Linked DNA regions of Sus scrofa: region 1 is linked to region 2. Evidence: chromatin contacts called from public Hi-C data. All regions are on one chromosome and are shown on one strand. Each heading gives the region's core, a stretch centred on a gene start, on an enhancer-like site or on the middle of the called end of the contact. The rest is flanking DNA. Distances are from core to core; before and after follow the strand shown.

Region 1 (5,671 bases), core at 207-2,706, 310 kb before region 2:
TCTATTTGTTCTCTTTCAAGATAGTGTCTGTGGGTTTGAGGGTCTATAAGAGTTTAGATGACCCATGGCAGCAGAGGTGGTGTGATCTGGATCTTCATTGGTGGAGAGTGGAGTGGCTGGATTTTTCCTTCTCTGGACTGATAACCATGAGGTATAGTTTTTCTGGTGTAGCTTTTCTGGATGAAGGACTAGTTCCAAAATCTGCCTTCTCCAAGTTCCTACTCAGCTACAGCTTTGTTTAAACTAGAGCCCTCTGATGCATCTCTGTGCTTTCAAGACCTATGTGTCTCATCAGAAAACATGGGACTTGCTGGTTCCCTCGAACACCCAGGTCATGCAGGCCCAGGAGGGATGGCTCAAGCTCACCTATCAGCTCACCTCCCACTATACCTCCTCACCATCACTCCTTGCCAACACTCTAGCCCCTAACCTTACCTCTTCTTTGTCTTCCTTATTTCTTCCATTGTCCCTTAGAACTGGAAGGATCAGTCTTTAGGCAATTCATTTGTTCATATAATACTGCCTTTGTAGGCTATGGCAACAAGCCCCATGGCCTAGCTTTCCCAAGTAGAAAGGATATCTTCTCTACACTTGTGAAAAAACCACTGATTTCAATTTCCTTAGCTAGTTCTAGATATGTCTTAAATCTGAATTTAGAAAATCCTTTCTGGACAAAGCCTAATTTTAATTAGTTGCTTTAATAATCAAAACACCAAAGGTCAGAAATTACTTTGTTGTTTTAGATCTACACTGTCCAATATGGAAGCCAACAATCCCAAATGGCTATGTAATTTTAAAATAATTAAAATTAATTGAAATTTAGAAATCCAGGTCCTCAGTCATCTAGCCACATTTCAAGTTCTCAGTAGCTACATGGGGCTAGTGGTCACTATATTGGACACCAATGATATAGCACATTAATATCACTGCATAAAGTTCTATTGGACATCTATTCTAGACTATACTCTCTCCCTTTCCTGGGGTGCTAAAATGCTTTATATACATGGAAGCGCCCCATAAGAATACATTTTACAGGATATAGCTCTACATCTGAAAATATATTTTTAAACGATTATTCTGAATGGTTGTTGCCCTAGACTCCTAAGAAGGTGGGTTACTCAATAAGTCATACCCACTTCTCCAAGGGTCAGTAATGTTCTCTATTTCTCCTAAGGAGAAGCCACATAGTTTGTGAAGCTTAGTGCAAAATAAAAAATTTTTAAATTTTATTCAAAGCTTATTTAAAATTTCAAGACAGCAACAGCAAAGTATTAATCCAAGTTCTGACCTTTTAGAGTATGTGGCCCAGGGTAACTGCATAGGTCTCACACTTATGAAGCTTGCTTTGTTTCAAGATAATCATGTCTGAAAGAGAAATCAAGGCAGGATAGTAGGCTCTTGGGAGAATTTACTCAGGAGTGGCAATGCCAGGACCCACAGCTGTGCTCGTGCTGGCTAAGTTTAGATGTTAACTCAAACAAGTGCCCAGGGAATGCCTGTGGCTGGAGGGAGCCACCCAGCCAAAAGAAGTGACAGGAAATAAGGGCCCCCACATGTTGTATTGGAAAGCCCAATACTGGAAGCCCTGGGCATGCCAGTTGGTTCCAGCTGGGTATGTTTCTACCAAAGCCAGGAGAGTGCCCAGCCAGGAAGGCTGAGGTCTTCAGGGCCATCATTTCAAAAACTGCTGGAGAACAGGGGAAAGGCAGTGTACACTGGAACTTCAGCACAGCAAAGCATATCCAGTTTTTTGACCTGGACTGCAGTCAGAACTAGAGCATAGTGTCTAGGAACTTGTACTTCTGGGAGGGCTTTTCTCCTCAGTCTGAGAGACAAGTGATTCAAGGGAGTCTAGAACAATAGTCACTTAGAACTTCAAAATGAATCATCAATGCCAAGGAGCAAGACAGAGAAAAAAGAATCTCCTTTTAAGTTAGCTGGAGAGAAACTGAAGGGAATAGATAAAAACAAAAAGATGTGAGGTGGAAGATGAAACCTGGAACCCATAAACATTCTGTAAGATAGATTACTGCCATGGGAGCAATTTTTTTTTTTTTTTTCTTTTTAGGGCTGCACTTGTAGCATATGGAAGTTCCCAGGCTAGGGGTCTAATCAGATCTACAGCTGCCGGCCGTAGCCACAGCCACAGCAACACAGGATCCAAGCCTTGTCTGTCACCTACACCACAGCTCATGGCAATATCAGATCCTTAACCCACTGAGCAAGGCCAGGGATCAAACCCATGCTCTCATGGGTATTAGTCCGATTTGTTACTGCTGAGCCATGAAGGGAACTCCCTCCCACAGCTTTTTAGAGTATAACAGATTGGTACCTACATGTGGAAATGCTGCTTAAAATAAGTGAAAATAATTTTTAATAAACAGCTAAACTCAAAAGGAAAAAAAACGGCTACAGAATGAAGAGAGAACACAAAGTCAAAGTGGGTTCACTCTGAGTTGACCCTCTGATTCATGTGAAGGTCCAAGTAGTTCCTGTTCAGGGTTTTCTTCAGGTGCCCTTGTCTCTCATATCGACCTCTGGTTGGGCAGAGAAGTTCTGGCCCATTCCCAGCCAAGGCTCTTGGCCACCTTCTTCAAGGTTTAAGTTCAGAAACTACAAAAAAGATCACCCTGAGCTCCCTGAGACAGATTCTTGGGATAAAGAGATATCCTTGGAGAAAGACTAAGGTAGTTGAAGAGCTACCACTGCCGCGAAAAGAGGTATAAAATTTCAACCCCCTACCTTGGGAAAGTAGTATGAAAGCCTGAGATTTTAATTTCTCACCTGGGACTTTTTACTTTTTTTTTTTTTTTTTTTTGTCTTTTTGCCATTTTCTTGGGCCGCTCTCGTGGCATATGGAGGTTCCCAGGCTAGGGGTCAAATCGGAGCTGTAGCCACCAGCCTTCTGCCAGAGCCACTGCAACGCTGGATCTGAGCCACATCTGCAACCTACACCACAGCTCACGGCAACACCGGATCGTTAACCCACCAAGCAAGGTCAGGGATCGAACCCACAACCTTATGGTTCCTAGTCGGGTTCGTTAACCACTGCACCACGACGGACACTCTGGACTTTTTACTTTTAGTCCTAATCTTAGGTAACAAACTTCCGAGAGAGGAAAGAAGAGAATAAATTTTAAACTAGAGTAACCTAATATGAAGTAGAGAAGGAAAAAAAGAATCAAAGTTAAAGAATGGTAAGCAGAAAACACAATTTAAATGGTAAAAATAAGTCCAAATAGATAAATAACCAAAGTACAGAAGACAGAGAATCTTAGGATTTTTTTTTATTTTTATTTTTATTTTTTTATTTATTTTCTTTTGTCTTTTTAGCTATTTCTTGGGCTGCTCCCGCAGCATATGGAGGTTCCCAGGCTAGGGGTCGAATTGGAGCTGTAGCCACCGGTCTACGCCAGAGCCACAGCAACGCAGTTCATGGCAACGCCGGATCATTAACCCACTGAGCAAGGGCAGGGACCGAACCCGCAACCTCATGGTTCCTGGTCGGATTCGTTAACCACTGCGCCACGACAGGAACTCTGGATTTTTTTTAAATTCAACCATATACTGCTTATAAAAGACACACCTAAAACATGATGATAGAGGTCATTACATAAACAGATGGATAAAATGTACTAGAAAAATATTAATAAAAATTAAACTAGTACAATATCACTATCAAATTTTAAGGCAAACAAAATACAAGGACAAGCAGAATAATTCACATCAAATAAATAGTAATTCTGAACCTCATATATATATATATATAAATGTGTGTGCAAATCTATAACCATATTTATAGAAAAATAACACAAGTAATCCTATACTCCAAATTATAAGAAACATTCATTCTAGCACACATGAAGCATTTTTTAAAAATATGTCTGCCGGGGCCAGCTCAACAGGATGGGGCTGAAGAACGGGTGCTGTGGAACTTAAGGAAAAATAGTTAACATAAAACAAGACACAGAGACATTTATCTTAAGTAAAGGTGGGAGCCAGGGACTCAAGGTCTCAGGAACCAAGAGTGCGGGGGACTCAAGGTCTCAGGGACCCTGCCTCAAGAAACCACAATGCTTTTATTGTGAGATCAAGTGAGGAGTGGCTGTGGGTGGATGATACAGGGTTTGTTTACTATTATATAAGTTCTTTTACTATTTAAAAAGCCACTTAGTGGTAAAGGGTTAAGCTCTTACTCTGACCTCTAGGCACATAACAGTTCTTAAGCTTAAGTCACTTATGCCTTTAGGTCTTTGCTCTTAAGCTTAAGTCATTTACCAGCACTGTGACTGTTTTTCCAAGAAGGAAGATGGGATAAAGTAAGAAAAGAAGATGGGATAAAGTAAAGAAGGACAAGATGGAGTTTTCAAGGAAACATGTCTTGTGACATATGTCAAAAAGAAAATTTCGAATGAATACTAATGATTCAAAAATCACATAAAATAGGAGTTCCCATTATGGCGCAGTGGTTAACAAATCTGACTAGTAACCATGAGGTTGCGGGTTCCATCCCTGGCCTTTCTCGGTGGGTTAAGGATCCGGCGATGCCATGAGCTGTGGTGTAGGTTGCAGATGCAGCTCAGATCCCGTGTTGCTGTGGCTCTGGCATAGGCCAGCGGCTACAGCTCCCAATTCAGCCCCTAGCCTGGGAACTTCCATATGCCGCAGGAGCGGCCCTAGAAAAGGCAGAAAGACCCAAAAAAAAAAAAAAAAAAAAAAAAAAAAAACCACATGAAACAGAAGTTCCCACTGTGGTACAGCAGGTTAGGGATCTGGCACTGCCTCTGTGGCAGCGCAGGTTCAATCCCCAGCCTGGTGCAGTGGGTTAAGGATCCAATGTTGCCACAGATTTGGCTAGGTTGCGGCAGCAGCTTGGATTGGATCCCTGGCCCAGAAATTTCCACGTGCCATGGGTGCAGCCAAAAAAAGAAAGAAAGAAAGAAATCACATGAAACATGGTTTCTAACAATGCAATAAAATTAGAAATTAATATAATGGTTACACTGCCCTATTCATCTTAGAAACTTCTAAATAAGTATAAGATAAAGGAGAAAAACTAATAGAAACTCCCAAATGTTTAGTGCTGCTCAAACAATGAAAACACTAGTACTTAAAGGTACAGTACACAATTTTAGCAATATTTAGAAGGCGATTTAGACCTTTAAATGCATGTAATAGAAGAGAAAGAAGCATATATAGATAAAAGTCAATCAGCACAGAGAAAGCAGAAGGGAAGAAAGAATAATAAAAAGACTCTTCCGTTGTGACTCAGCAGTAACGAAATTGACTAGTATCCATGAGGATGTGGGTTTGATCCCTGGCCTCACTCAGTGGGCTAAGGATCCGGCATTGTTGTGAGCAATAGTGTAGGTCACAGATGCAGCTTGGATCCAACAGCTGCAGCTCCAATTTGACCCCTAGCCTGGGAACTTACATATGCCACTGGGTGCAGCCCTAAAATTAAACAAAACAAAACAAAAGCTAGTTTTTTCAGAAGACTAATAAAGTAGACAAACCTAGTAAAATTGATAAAGAGAAAAAAGAAAAAATAGGAGGAGTGGCACAGCGGGTTAAGGATCCTATGTTGTCACTGTAATAGCTTGGGTAGCTGCTATGGTGCGGGTTTCATCCCTGGCTCAGGAACTTCCACAAGCCACAGGTGTGGCCAAGA
Region 2 (6,222 bases), core at 3,084-5,583:
TCTGCAACCTACACCACAGCTCACAGCAACGCCGGATCGTTAACCCACTGAGCAAGGGCAGGGACCGAACCTGCAACCTCATGGTTCCTAGTCGGATTCGTTAACCACTGCGCCACGACGGGAACTCCTGAACTTGATTCTTTAGCTAAGGTGTTATTCAGATCTTTGGCAAAACTCAGATGGGATCTAAAGATTAGAAGGTGATTTTGAATAAATGTTAATTTTATTTTTCTGATGGTTGGTTGTGGTTACTTGCACAGTATACAGCAGGACATACTTACTGTGGTATTGGCGGATGGTGGGGCATCATGTCTGTGACTTACTCTCAAAAATGGTTCAAGACAGAAAAGTTGCTTTTACTGTCCTTGCAGAAAGCTTTGGACTTTTATAAGCTTTGGACTTTTTTCAAAATTAAAACAAAAGAAGAGCTACAACAAAGGTAATTGGAACCTGAATGTGGAAAACTTGGAATGTCAGGATTAAATGGATTTTGTGTTTCACACATTGGGAAATTCATCAGTTTTGAGCAGTTGAATGTAATGATGAGGGTGTTCTTGGAATATGAGTTTGCCATCAGTGTGTGGATAGAAGAGGTCAAAGAGGCAGAGGCAGAGGTATCAGTTGGGAGGTGGTTGCTTAGGTGTTCATCTATAGGAACCTGAATGGATGTGGTGGTGATTAGTGTGGGAAGAAAGTAAGGTATATGAGGCACATCCCTAGGAATTTGTAATTTTCTCACTCTTAAAATGGAAGTAACAGAAAGATAAATAGATAATACTTAATACAAATAAGGTCAAATTCTGGACTAGAATTGGTTGATATTTCTAAACTTATTTGAAAATAATTTGATGGAACATTACTGCTTTAATATAAATGCTTTTCTATAAATAAGTAGCATTACTATGAAAATTACTGAGAGTTCTTATATTTTCCATAGTTTTCTTGCTTATATTTGTGTTCATGGTGACTATCTTGTAATGATGATTGGGTAAATAATCTAATGTCTTTATCCACAGATTATATTAAATACGTTATGTACATAAGTTATTCGAAAGACCTAGTTTGGAGTTCCCATTATGGCATAGCGGTTTAAGAACCTATTTAATATCTATGAGGATGTGGGTTCAATCCCTGGCCTCACTTAGTGGGTTAAAGGATCCAGCAGTGCCGCAAGCTGCAGCAGAGGTCATAGATGCAGCTCAGATCCCAAATTGCTGTGACTGTGACATAGGCTGGCAGCTGCGGCTCTGATTTAACCCCTAACTGGGGAACTTCCATATGCCACAGAAAAAAGAAGTAGTTTATCTATAATTAATATATCATGTACATTTTAAAAATAACTTTTTCCTATGTCAAATATAATACATATTTATTTTAGAAAGTCAAAATATAATGAGCAAAAATAACATTATTATACTATTACCAAAGATAAATTACTCTTTACTCCTTAGCATTTAAAAATATGGAAACTAGGAGTTACCCAGTGGCCTAGTGATTAAAGATTTGGTGTTGTCACTGCTGTGACTCAGTTTTGATCCCTGGCCAGCATGCTATGGGCGTGGCCAAAAAAATATATATGGAAACTAAAAATTAGAGATTGATTAACTTGGTCCGCCATCCTAGCCTTAAGTGGTGAAGCAAGAATTAGAACCCAAATATGTTTGATTCTAAATCCTCCCTTGTTCCATTTTGATCATCTGCCTCTTAATTAGGTAACTAGGTATTTGCTAGAAATCTCCTGATATTGGCTAGGAGGTTATGATTCTTTATCAGCACATGAATTTGTGTTTGTAAAGCTAGTTTGCCAGTTATGTGGCACTCTTCCATCTTCTCCCTTAAATACAGTGTTAGAAGTAATAGGACTAGGTACTCAAACTGGTCTACAAGCAAGTGACACATAATGTAGCTGAGATTCTATCTGGGATTGTTACAGTACTGGACCAAGAATAAGAAGAGTATCTTGAAGGAAGGGTTCTTCCTTTTTTATGCCTTAGATCAGGCATAAATATATACCTATTTCCTCAGTATAAATTATCTTTGGATCTTACCTTTGGAATCTTCCCACTTGCCTGCAATTGCCCTGCACCCTACTTCCTGAGTCCCTTATTCCAAGTTTCCATAAACCCAGTACTTCAGCTATGAAATTCTTCCTCACAGTGCTCTGTATAGAGTTATCTCTTTTATTCTTAACTGGTTTATCAGATCCTCAGAAGTCTGAATAAATTCATCCATGTTAATGAGTAGTGGTAGCATGGGATAGTCCAAAAAACCTAGGATTTGGAATCAGGCGTTCGTTCTCTCACCCTTCACTAGATGCATGACCTTGGGTAATTTAGTTGATCGCAACAATTTTTTTTTCACCTCTGTTATAAAATAGGAGTAGTAACATTTGCTTATCAGGGCTGTGGTAAGTGTAAAATGAGATAATATACGGTAAATGTTGATTGTGATATGTAAAAAATATAGATACCAGGCATCATTGATAATGAGTGATGGACTTAATTCTCACATAATTACTTGCATTTTTTAAGCTTCTTTATCACCCAAGTCTTAATTGGCCAAGTTTTGGTTGTTACTTTTTTTTAAGTGATTCACAAAGTAGAAAAACAGATTGCAGTAGGAGTCACTTAGGGAAAGCAGGCAGACCTGGCTTGAGTTATATACTTGGGATTTCCCTCTCAAAGCCTTTTCTGATTCTTTTCCTCCCCTAGAACCCACCTGGTCTCTAAAAGCTGTCTTCCATGCCCAAATAGTCAATCTCCTGCTCCGTCTCCCACCCCACTCCCATGGTAGGTGGGGATAAGAGGGAAGGAAATTTATAGAAATGTTTCTCAAGTCTCAGTGATCATAGGAATTACGTGGGGATCTTGCTAAAGTGCCTAAATACTTTATATATCTAACTTAGATTACATTATGCTCACATTGTCATTATAAATTCCTTTTAAAATTTCTGGAGTTCTCGTCGTGGCGCAATGGAAACGAATCCGACTAGGAACCATGAGGTTGCAGGTTCGATCCCTGGCCTTGCTCAGTTGGTTAAGGATCTAGCATTGCGGTGAGCTGTGGTGTAGGTCGCAGACTTGGCTTGGATCCCATGTTGCTGTGGCTTGGCGTAGGCCGGCATCTACAGCTCCGATTAGACCCCTGGTCTAGAAATCTCCATATGCCTCGGGAGCGGCTCTAGAAAAGGCAAAAAGACAAATAAGTAAATAAAATAAAATAAAATAAAAATTTCATATCAGTTTGCTTCATTTAGTACTGAAACAAATTTACTAGTAGTCCCAAGGTGATGATGAAGGTAACTGATATGAATATAAAGTAGTTTACAAAGGAGAACCATTACCAGAGGAAAATGTAACTGCTGGTAGTGAGTTTGTTCTTTTCCATTTTAAAAACTTTGTCAGACAGCCTCTAACTAATACTAAATTAAATATGAAATTTAAAATAAAAATAACTACTGAATCTGTCCAAAGTCATCTTCCTTATATTGCAGATTATGCATGTTAAAATCAGTGATAGGCGTTCCTATTGTGGCTCAATGGTTAGCAAATCCGACTAGGAACCATGAGGTTGTGGGTTCGATCCCTGGCCTTGCTCAGTGGGTTAAGGATCCAGCGTTGCTGTGGCTCTGGTGTAGGCTGGTGGCTACAGCTCCGATTGGACCCCTAGGCTGGGAACCTCCATATGCTGTGGGTGCAGCCCTAGAAGAGACAAAAAGACAAAAAAAAAAAAAATCACTGATAATGAATGGCTAGTGTATTTATATTAAAGTTAATTAGAACTTTTGTCTTAATAGAACTACTAGTTATTAAGTCCTACTAGTAATACAAGTCCATAACTCTAGGGAAATGAATGTTGAATTTAGACAAGGTAGAAATACCAAGACACAAGGGGGCACTGTTTTACCATAATCTGATTGAATTTAACAGCTTTTTATTTACTGTAAATGTCTCTCCCAAAATTCTGTCTTCTCTGTAGTTATCATGAAAATTTAAACCTTTATGTTTCTCTAAATCTATAATATGTAAACCAGCTAAGCTTTCAGAGTTCACAAATCATGTGTGCTCTTAGCAAAAATTCAGGAAATTTTCATTGTATTTGGCACAAGTTTGGGAAGAGTGGATATGAAGATCAGAGATGGTATAGTTGTTAGTATTAGGTCTAGTGGTCAGGGGAAATCACTGTAAAAATAATTCAGTTGCTTTGGAGAAATACAGTGCCTCTGTTCTGCAGAAAAAGAGTTCGGATAAAGATTGAACTGTTATAAACTGCAGCTGCATTTGCCATCAAATACCAAGTTGGTGCTGATGAATGTTTTGTTTTTATTGTCATGGAAACTTGGAGTCAGAGAATGGATATTCTACTCATCTGGGAAAATAGCAGTTACTTGCATAAAACATAAGGACCTTCCAAAGCAGTTCCTAAAATAGATATAGGCTGAATGTAATCCAGAAAAGTTTAGGAAGTAAATGCAAAATAAAAGCAATCATTTCTGGATCACTTCTATTCTCAGTACTAAGAATATAACTGTATGTTCAGTCATTAAGCTTATTATTTGCTGCTAAAAAACTGAGTTCCATGGTGCATGGTATTTGTTTAACACCAATATGATAGCCAACTCTTTAGGAACTCTAAACTTACATCTTATTAAACAATTGCTTCTGATCCCTGAATGATTTTTTTTTTCATTCATGCTATTTACCTGCTACAATCTTCCATTTAAAATATGTTACAGCATTTTATAATGGGGGAAAAAAAACCTCTTTACCCAAAATAAGAAACTCTTCCTTGAAACACAAAGTAAGATCATTATATAGCCTAGGGAGAAAAAAAGAAAATATAAATTTTTTTTTTAATTTGAAGATTCACTCAAAAAAGGACACAATGAACTTTTCTGCAGAGCAGACACTGACTCACAGACTTGGAAAAACTTCTGTTTTCCAAAGGAGACAGTTGGGGGTGGGGGAATGCACTGAGGGTTTGGGATGGAAATGCTATAAAATTTGGTTGTGATGATTGTTGTACACCTATAAATGTAATAAAATTCATTAAGTAATTTAAAAAAACAGTAATAAAATAAAATAAAATTTGAAGCTTCAAGTAAATCCTTACCCATATTTTATAAAGTTGTAAATGGAAAGAGACATCACAGGAACAGAAAATGCAGAGGATTTTTTAATTTCAATTATAGCAAATATGATACAGCATAATACAAATGTGGGAAGTAATAGTAAAATGTAGATAAAGTGCCAACAAAAATTACAGTTTCTAAACTTACATTAAGAAAAAAGGGAGAAATTGTGAGTTATGATAGTTAACCAGCTCAGCTATTTTATCTCTGCAAGGGAAACAAGGCATATTTTAATGACCTAATAAAAAGTGGTAGAGAAGGAACGGTTAAAGTGGACTATTTTAGATAGGATAGGCAGAGAAGGCTTCTCTGAGGAAGTAAATATTTGGGCGGAGATGCGAATACTGCAGCAGAGAATTTCACGCAGCGGAGAGGCCCTCAAGTCCAGCAACCTTCATTAGGATTTAACTTGAAATGTTTAAGGAAAATAACAGAATACAAGTTTATAAACAGGGTTAAAAAAAACAATGTTTAAACGGTCTGTACATCACTATGATTAACTAGAGCACATGACCAGTTTTCTCACATGAGACAGGTCCAGGATGAGAGTCCAAAGTCAGCATTTAAGTTGCCAGAATGTAGGACTCTCTAAGGAAGAATAGGATTGTTTCAGAATAAAAATGGTAAATGTGAGTTTTTCTTCTATTTCATATTGGTTTTCACAATATTATAATGAAATCAGTGTATTTATTTATTTTTTAATTTTATTTTAATTTTTTGTACAGAATAAAATACATATATTTAAACACAGTTACATTAACACAGATTATTATATCATGGATTTTAAGAAACAGATTAAGTGACTCCCACTGGAGAAGTGGAATGGAAAATTTGCTGAGACAAATAGGAAATTTATTCTATACTTTATCCCATTTTGTATGGCTTTCATCTTTACTATTTAGTATTATCTATTACATTTCAATTTTTCCTTAAAAATTAGCCTTGTATTAAAATTGTGTATATTATGCAACTAAAAATTATAAAGAAGAAAGCCTTATATGCCATTAAATATTTTATATAGCATAACAAAAAGAATAACAACTGGTAAGAATAACAAAAATAATACACCCTCTGAAAATAAGTAAAATATA

The links. Hi-C and Micro-C count contacts between places; a contact is called where the count stands out from the background.
Region 1: a Hi-C map of skeletal muscle shows a contact between it and region 2, with 2.4 times the contacts expected there. The contact joins two enhancer-like sites. A contact is called at or near these places in 1 of 5 promoter capture datasets (liver), 12 of 47 Hi-C or Micro-C datasets (embryonic fibroblasts, fetal heart ventricle, heart right ventricle and 6 more) and 1 of 2 datasets of contacts at active chromatin or transcription factors (skeletal muscle).

What each region holds. Positions count from the first base shown.
Region 1 is chr1:115,130,961-115,136,631 of Sscrofa11.1, reverse strand. No RefSeq gene overlaps it. Among named protein-coding and RNA genes, the nearest start is that of TCF12, 77 kb to the right of the region's middle. Within about 2 kb of position 1,456, at least 2 of the 83 cell types and tissues checked have an H3K27ac peak or open chromatin away from gene starts, as enhancers often do. A contact at or near this core is called in skeletal muscle, where this site is marked.
Region 2 is chr1:114,826,047-114,832,268 of Sscrofa11.1, reverse strand. All of the region lies in intron 5 of TCF12 (transcription factor 12), which reads left to right. Among named protein-coding and RNA genes, the nearest start is that of CGNL1, 200 kb to the right of the region's middle. Within about 2 kb of position 4,333, at least 8 of the 83 cell types and tissues checked have an H3K27ac peak or open chromatin away from gene starts, as enhancers often do. A contact at or near this core is called in skeletal muscle, where this site is marked.